Regions from separate parts of the Sus scrofa genome. Here all the other regions are linked to region 3. The links are chromatin contacts, called in public HiChIP or PLAC-seq maps. All regions are on one chromosome and are shown on one strand. Each heading gives the region's core, a stretch centred on a gene start, on an enhancer-like site or on the middle of the called end of the contact. The rest is flanking DNA. Distances are from core to core; before and after follow the strand shown.

The links. HiChIP or PLAC-seq counts read pairs in DNA pulled down with a chosen protein or histone mark.
Region 1: a contact with region 3 is called in an H3K27ac HiChIP or PLAC-seq map of alveolar macrophages. The contact joins the promoter of SNU13 here to the promoter of TOB2 in region 3. A contact is called at or near these places in 1 of 47 Hi-C or Micro-C datasets (skeletal muscle) and 2 of 2 datasets of contacts at active chromatin or transcription factors (alveolar macrophages and skeletal muscle).
Region 2: an H3K27ac HiChIP or PLAC-seq map of alveolar macrophages shows a contact between it and region 3. The contact joins the promoter of DESI1 here to the promoter of TOB2 in region 3. A contact is called at or near these places in 1 of 47 Hi-C or Micro-C datasets (liver) and 1 of 2 datasets of contacts at active chromatin or transcription factors (alveolar macrophages).

What each region holds. Positions count from the first base shown.
Region 1 is chr5:6,889,607-6,892,306 of Sscrofa11.1, reverse strand. It overlaps SNU13 (small nuclear ribonucleoprotein 13), which reads right to left and starts at 1,293. Exons shown (of 3, transcript NM_001190226.1): 1 at 1,172-1,293. The coding sequence starts at 1,174.
Region 2 is chr5:6,928,019-6,930,718 of Sscrofa11.1, reverse strand. DESI1 (desumoylating isopeptidase 1) reads right to left here and starts at 1,348. Exons shown (of 6, transcript NM_001243397.1): 1 at 1,072-1,348. The coding sequence starts at 1,159. It overlaps XRCC6 (X-ray repair cross complementing 6), which reads left to right and starts at 1,638. Exons shown (of 13, transcript NM_001190185.1): 1 at 1,638-1,660; 2 at 2,284-2,371. The coding sequence starts at 2,299.
Region 3 is chr5:7,085,085-7,087,784 of Sscrofa11.1, reverse strand. It overlaps TOB2 (protein Tob2), which reads right to left and starts at 1,388. Exons shown (of 2, transcript XM_021091455.1): 1 at 57-1,388. It overlaps LOC110260629 (a long non-coding RNA gene), which reads left to right. Exons shown (of 7, transcript XR_002343880.1): 7 at 1,856-2,700.

The DNA of each region.
Region 1 (2,700 bases), core at 44-2,543, 200 kb after region 3:
TCTGGCTTGGGCTGTAGTGCAGGTTCAATTCCTAGCCCAGGAACTTCTGCATGCCAAAAAATAGTGCAGCCAAAAAATAAAAAAATATGAAATCTGAAAGGTTTTGATTTAGCAACAAATAGCAAGTGCTCATTCTCTCCATACCAAGCATTAGGACTAGGTGTGTAACATGCATTACATCACATAATTTAATCCCCTTACATTGTTATCCCATTTTACAGTTGAAGTAAATTATTCTTAACTTCGACCCGAGGTCACTCAATTCCAAAACTTTACAAAACTGTCCACGGAACGGCGGAAGATGAGTAGTGGTTCAGAAGCTTCAAGTTCTAGGCTCAGACACTTAGCTTCAAAATGGGGATGAGGTGGGTGGGGGGAAGCCTTTTGGGAAGATACCTGCTGGGATCCAAGATCCGTTGAAAGGATTAAACCTCATTATAGAAGTGAAAGTGCTTTACCAACTCTTCTCTCCTTACTAAGTGCCAACCCAAACTAGCTACCAGGCCACACAATCCGATTAAAAAGTTGAACAACGAGAGTTCTGGGGAAACCGCACGTGGTGCTACTAGGACTTCTGATTCTGAGGCTAGCGCCTCGCAGGAGTCTTTCCTGCATTCCAGTCTGGGTTCAGGGTCATTCCGCATTTCCCACAGCCTCCAAACACCAAAAGGTCCTTTAATCTGTGGCACATGTAACTCGCGGCGGGTACCAGGCATGGACGCCTGGAGACCTCCTTCTCCTGAACATCATCAGTAGGGAAGTGGGGTAGGGGAGGATGATCCAAATCCAGCGTTCCACTAGCGACCCCCACAAAAGGAAAATAAAGCACATGGAGCCAAGTTTTCTCACCTAACTTTCTACTCTTTCCCACGTGGGTTGCTCTTGGTCTTTCTCCCAGGTCGGGTTCTGCCCCTGAGCTCACCGCACGCCTCTGGCCGGGAGCACAGACTGCTACAAAGCACCCCTTTCACAGCAGTTGGGAACCTGAGGCTTCCAGAGTTCTAACCTCGGACCAGAAGAAAAGGCAGAGCTTGGGACTGCGCGGCCGCCGGAGCTCTAAGCCGGGGCGGGTTGGGCGAGACCGCGCACGTTCTCAGCCCCGGACAACTAGTGAAAGAACCGAACCCGAGTCTCCCACTTCCCGGCCCTTAGGCCAAGCGCACGCTCTTACCATGGCTGCGGTGCCGATGTGTCCGTCACTCCTCTAGGAGCACAGGAGACGTCAGAGCGCGAACGTTCACCACCGCGGAAAATTGTAGAGGAGTGGAAATGGCCTCGCGCGCGGCAGGAAGCGGAAGTGACGTCACCAAGAGGCGGGGTCACGCTCCTTAAGGGGCCCCGGCGGGGAAAGAGTTGAGTTCTGGCCGAGGGATCACATTTTGCTTTTAAAAAATCATGTTCTAAAAAAGAAAAAGTTGTCATTCTACTATACATACTTGGCAGAAACAGTGAATTGAACATTTCTAAAAAAAATCAAAGAGTTTCAATGGAGTCGTCGTTCCATTGCTAGTTTATTTTTGAGCACATTCTTTTGTTTTTTGTTTTTTGTTTTTTTTTGCTTTTTAGGGCCGCACCCGCGGCATATGGAGGTTCCGGGGCTAGGGGTCCAATGGGAGCTATAGCTGCTGGACTACGCCACAGTCATAGCCACATCAGACCCGAGCCGCGTCTGTGACCTACACCACAGCTCAAGGCAACGTGGGGATCCTTAACCAACTGAGCGAGGCCAGGGACTGAACTGGCAACCTCGGATTCCTTTCCACTGTGCCACTACGGGAATTCCTCTTGTGCTTTTAAAATCATATTTTTGACCCTATACCGGTAAAGGAAATTTATGGAGATAATGATGGATAATCCTAAATGTTTTTCTTTTTATCTTTCTTTCTTTTTGGCCGCACTGCAGCACGTACAAGTTCCTGGGCCGGGGATGGAACATGTACCACAGCAGTGGCCTGAGCCTTTGCAGTGTTAATGCTGCCTCTTAGCCTGCTGAGCCACAAGGGAACTCCCCTAAATGTTTTTCTTCATATTCAGATGTCCTTGTTGAAATTTCTGGTTGGGGACTTCCTTGATGGCTCAGCGAGTTAATTAGGATCTGGCATTGTCCCTGCTGCGGCTTGGTTCAATGCTGTGGCACAGGTTCCATCTCTGGCCCAGGAATTCCCACATGCCCTGGGTGCAGCCAAAAAAAAAAAAAGAGTTCCCCTTGTGGGTCAGTGGTAATGAACCCGAATAATATCCATGAGGACTCGGGTTTGATCCCTGGCCTTGCTCAGTGGATTAAGGATCTGGCAGTGTGGTGAGCTGTGGTGCAGGTCGCATAAGCATCTTGGATCTGGCATGGCTGTGGCCAAGGCCCACAGCTCCAACTCTGATTCAACCCCTAGCCTGGAAACTTCCACATGCCGCAGATGAAGAGTGGAGTCCATCAGAAATGGAGTCTATTGAGTAGGGAATTCAGGAAGAAAAGCAGATTTGAGGATGGGCTTGCATTTCTGTCGGGTTGAATTTGATAATGTCTCGGACGCCCATTTTCTTCTGGCCTAGCACGCTGCTCTTTTCGTTATGCTGCTCCAGATCTCCATGTTTTAAAGGCTAGGCTCATGCCTCACCACCTCCAAGAGGTCCTTCCCCATACTTATGGCCCTTACTCCTCTCTCTTCACCTGATGCCAGGCATATCTTGGGACCATTTGGATCC
Region 2 (2,700 bases), core at 99-2,598, 160 kb after region 3:
TATATTTTTAACAAGCATCCTAGGTGATTCTGATGTGAAGCCGAATACAGGACTCATTCACTGGCCCAGGGTCAACCCCCTGAGACACATTAGAAACTCAAGGACATTAAAACTCCAAAGTAGCCTGGCTTACTTGACCTCTGCCATCTTGTCTCAGGAACATAAACATTCTCTAATGTCTCCCCAGAAGCCAGGAAAAACTAGCCATTCAAATGGATGTTGCCAAAGCTGTTCAGTTTTCAATTCCCAGAATCCTTTCCTGCCTAGTACCATCTGAAATCACACACCTGACAACTCCTGCATTACACAAGACATTTTGGTATTTGGGTTATAGAGAGGTTTGATCTACACTGAACTAGGGCTGACTTCCTCTCCTGGGGGTAAGTAGTTTAATGGAGCACTACGGAAACCCTTCCCTTACTAATCCTTACGCGCACAACAGCATCCTATTCTCCCCCAGAATTGCTTTCTTACCATCTGGGCAGAAACGGTGAACTCAGAAACTGCTGAGAAGACGTCAGGGTCAGACCGAACTTGTTGATTTCTTGAGTTCGGGCTCCAGCCGACCCGACTTAGCTGGGCGCCTGTGCAGCTCTAGCTCTCCCTTCCCACCTACCCCAGGGACTGCAGGAGTTCCCTTTTGGCACGGAGGGAGGGCTCTCCTCCGCAGTGTCCCTTTCACCGCGAGGGGAACCGCGCGCCAGGCATCTGCACCATCTCCACACAGCGCCGAGGAAGAAGGAGCGTAGACGGCTCCTCAGGCGACGAGTCAAGGCGCCCACCGGGACCCAGAGCCGGCTTCCCCCACCTCCCGGCTGAAGGGGCTCTGAAGGGCTACGGGAGGGTGTGACTCCGCCATCCTTTCTCCCTGAATTCAAACGTGAAGATGGGCCAGTGGGGCTGAAGGGGCCCAACCTCAGACTCACTCCTTCTCCACTCGGGCTGTTCTCCATCCCGTGGGCCCCGCGCCTCCCCCTCAGCCGTGGCCCAGGCCTCCCCACCTCGGCCCGCCGTCCCGGCACCCTCGCGCCCGGCTCCCGCCCCCCCTGCCGCCCGCCCCATTCCCCTCACCCAGCATGATGGGGCTGAGCCGCCGGGCCAGGCCCTTGGACAGGTCGTACACGTAGAGCTTCACCGGATAGAGATTCGGCGGCTCCATCGGGACCCGTGGCGGCTGGGGCCACGAAGTCCCTCAGGCACCCGGCAGCGGCTAGGACCTTCCCGTACCCGACGGGGGCGGGGAGCGGAGGGAGGGGGGAGACCGAGCCCGGGCCCGGCCTGAGGGGCGGGGGAGAGGCCGCCCAGCGCTGCTCGCGCCCCCGCACCCGCCACCGGCAACGACTACTATGAGGTGACAGAGCGCGGACGGGCAGGGTCCTCGCGGAAGACCGGGCGGGGGCGGGGACGCATTCTCGCGCATGTGCGCGCAGCCCTGACGGCCGGCGGGGGGCGGGGTTTCGACGGAGGGCGGGGCTCTGCGGACGGGGTGGGGTTAGAGCGGGACTCCTGTGGAAAGGGCCTTGTGGGAGTGGGCGTGTCAGCGGGACGGGGAAAGGACGCACTCTGCGTGGTGACGTAAGGGGCTTTGATTGGGAGCGAGAACTGGACGTGTGTGGCGCCCCGCCTTCTCCCGGTAATTGATCTTTTCTTTGCGCCCAAGGTAGGCGGGAGGGAGTTGTGTTCTGTGTTTGTTGCTCGCTGGTTGGGGCTGGCTTCGTCCTGCTTTGCCCACTCAGCCTTGCGCATCCCAGTAGCCTCTCCGCGGGACAGTGTCAGCCAGAAGTGTGGGGACTCGAGGCGTGGAGACAGCTTCTCTGATTCCCTTTCCTTCCTCCCGGGGGGAGACAGCACCCGGTGTTGGAGGTCCACTTGCGTTTGAGAAACCTCACTAGGCAAAGCTGAAGAATTGGGGCAGATGTGGGGGCGGGATGAAGACAGGTGGATCTGCTTAAGGACCGAGTACCCTGAACTAGGGATCTCTGAAGTCCAGATGACTGGACCTCCAGGTCAGACTGCCCTGGCACAACCTTCAGAGTGGTCAGCCCAGGCCGCTGGCCCTGAAGTGTCCTTAAGGAATAGCTAAGGTGAAGCTGCTTCTGGAATGATCCCCATGCCCATTTATCTCTGCACCTCAATTACCAAGCTCTTCAGGTAGCAGGATCCAGCATCCGCATACCTCTCGAGTAACCTCCAGCCTTTAGGACAGATCTCAGAGGAGCCTAGGAGTTGATAGCTTTTAGGTTTAAATTTGCTTGTTACTGACCTTAACTTTCCTTCACCTAGTGAGCAGTAACCAACATGTCAGGGTGGGAGTCTTATTACAAAAACCAGGGCGATGAAGAAGAAGAGGAGGAGGGCCGTGAAACGGGTGGTGAGTGACTTTCACTAACATGTACGGATCCGTGTGTGAAAGACTTTCCCTGCCTCTCTCTGTTGGGTGACCTTTGCTGTCTCATGGCCCACCCTTTTCTCCCAAGAGAATCTCAAATACTTTTCTCTCTTTGAACTTTGCAGAGCTACTCTTAGTCTTCACGACATTATAACCTTAAACTTTATTTTTATTTTTGATTTTTAGGGCCGCACCCGTGCCATATGGAGGTTCCCAGGCTAGGGGTCCAATTGGAGCTACAGCTGCTGGCCTACGCCACAGCAACGCAGATCCAAGCTGCATCTGCGACCTACACCATAGCTCATGGCAAC
Region 3 (2,700 bases), core at 139-2,638:
AAGGCATCCGGCCTATTGGGTCTGGGGCCCCCCCCGCCCGCAAGGTTCCTACTCACTCACTCGGGTCTCCGCGGTGGCGGGGCGGTGTGCCGGCCGCGGGGCGGCTTCTCCCTCCAGGGTGGTCCTGAGCGCGGGGCGGAGGTCACTCTCCCTTCTCTCCCGGGCGCCGCCCGGCCGGGGGCCAAGGTGTCTTTTTCTTCGTTGAGGGTTGGGGGACGATTGAGGGGGCTTATGGGTTATGATTCTCAATAATTCTTTCTGCTTTTTGGAGGTCGGGCTCGGCGGCTAGGGACGGAGGGCGGGCGGGCCGGCCGGCGGCGACGAACCGCGGATGGCGGACTCGAGGGTGGTTCGTGTCGCGGGGCGGAGTACGGTCTGGGCTGTGGCCGGCGAATTGGTCTTGCCCTTCTGGCCTCGCGTTTCCCAAGCCACTCGCTCCCCCCCACCAAGAACCCGCTCCTTCCCGCGCCCCGGCCCGAAGTGAGCAAAGTCAATGAAAAGTTTCACCCTTAGCAACCCTGCGCACGGATCCGCCTTCCCCACCCCTGCGTGATGCGTCCCTCCGCCCTGCAGGGGCGGGGCCGGGCGCTGGGCCGGGACTACTTCCCAGCCAGCAGGCAGCTTAACCCCTGGAGGCGCGCGGCTCCCTGCTCCGCGTGGAACCCGGGGGCCCTTGGCCACCGCCCTAGTCCTACGCGTGGGTGGCCGGTCACCCTCCTCACTCAGATCCTGGCTCAAATATCAGCAAGGCTGCCTCTGACCGCCCTGTGTAACGCGGGCCGCCTCCCCTTCCCATCACGACGCCGGCATCGTAGTTATTTTCTTCATGCCCAAACTGCTCAAATTGTCCTCATCGTGTAAAGTGTTTCCCTATGCAGACAGCAAGCTTGCGAGGGTAGGGTCCCGGTTTGGGACCCAGCTGCTCACTTTAGGTGTGCTGGATGAATGGGTGTCCAAAAGAAGGGGACGTCCCCGCTGTGTCTTCAGCCCTGCACCTGCCCTGGCGCCGAGGGTTCGTATGCTTTCCCGAACCATCGCGCAGGCCACCTCGGCGAATCCCTTCAGCTCGGCGCATCTGACAGTCCGACTTTTCCCGCAGCACTCGCACCACACCAGTAAAATCTCTTCGCGGGTGGGGAGCTCAGGGGACTACTGGAGTTCTGGACAGATTTTGGACCTTTATCAACTCCAGTTGTCCCGAATCTTCCAAGAGCCTCGTGCCTCATTTGGGGACGACGCCTAACGTCGAGGGGAGTGCGAGGGAGAAACCGGGGCTTGGGCACGCAAAACGGGAGTAAGAAGGGGCGAGGAGGATGGGGGCGCAGGAAAAAGAGCCAAGCGATACATTAACCTTCCACTCGCGGCCTCTGGCGCGGGTTAACCTCACCGCAGGGACCCGGCCAGCGCTCTCTGCGCAGACGCGCGAGCGCGTCCTCCGCCTGCTGCAGGCGGAGCTCCGGCGTCAGAGGACGCCCCTTTTGGTTCTTCCCAGTCGTCGAACCCCCCCCAAAAAAGGGGTTACTGGAGCCTCATCCTTCAGCAACAGCCTTCGCCGGCATCCTAGGGCGCCTGTTTATGCCAGATGCCCCAGGCTTGCGCACCAGACGGTCCCTTGATTCAGACTCGCACTTACATCCCTTGCCCCTGCTATGGCCAAGGGGGTCACTCGGCTACTTTGTCACTGTGAGGGGCGCGGAGTTGGGGGTGGGGAGGCCTGTGCCGAGTGAGGTCACAGGCACGGTAGACTGCCAGGTGAAGCCCAGGGCCACTGGGAGCTTTCGCCTTAAGTCTTATTCCCATCCCTTCTTTAATCGCCCATTCCCTAACTCTCTCTCACACTTTATTCTCATTCTAGATGGTTCCGGCCCAACGGCAGTCGCCGAACCCACGTGGGGTGGCGAGATCCAAAAGTTTCCAGACACGGTTTGCAGTTTTTTTTTCCTTGATCACTTTTTTTGGCAAGGACAGGCGGCAATGGTAGCGTAGGGGTTTAATGCGCTTCTCCTGACTGCAGCGGAGAAACGCTGGACTGGAGGGCAAACTCCAAGGGGACAAGAAGGGGGAGGGAGCCTGGGCCGGAGCGTCCCCATCCCCCACACCCCGAGCGCTTTATCCCCTGGGGCACCTCCAGGGACTACTTGCTTGTGCGTCAGCAAGTGGCAGAGCGTCACTTACACGCCCCCACCGCCTTGCCCGACTCCATCCCTCCCCTTTTTTTCCTCCTCCCCCACCTCCCTCTCCTCCCTTCCCCTCTCCTCTCCTCGCGAGTCGCAACCCAGCGAGATCTGGCTCGCCGCTCCCTGGTGCTGAAGCGCTAAAAATATAACCAGTATGTTAGCAACAGCCTTCCCATTGGTCGGAAACAGGGAGCGGCGACATCTGATTGGATGTTCGATCCAACCTTTTAGGACTGGGAGGCGGGGGCGTGGAGCCATGGAGGTCTTGGGGGGGAGTGCGTTTGCGCATTGGGGCGCTGCAAGGGATACTGGTATTTGTAGTTATTTACTAGAGGCAGCCTTAGAAGTAGGTGGGTTTGAATCCCAATTCTGCCACCAACCGGGTTATCTTGATTGAAAGGCACAAATTCTCTTTATACCGTCAGACCTGTCCTCTCGTCCTTAAAATGGAGATCGAGATCCTGTGGGGATTAGATATGATACTGTATGTAAAGCTTGGCTCAAATAGTTGCTGTTCTTAATT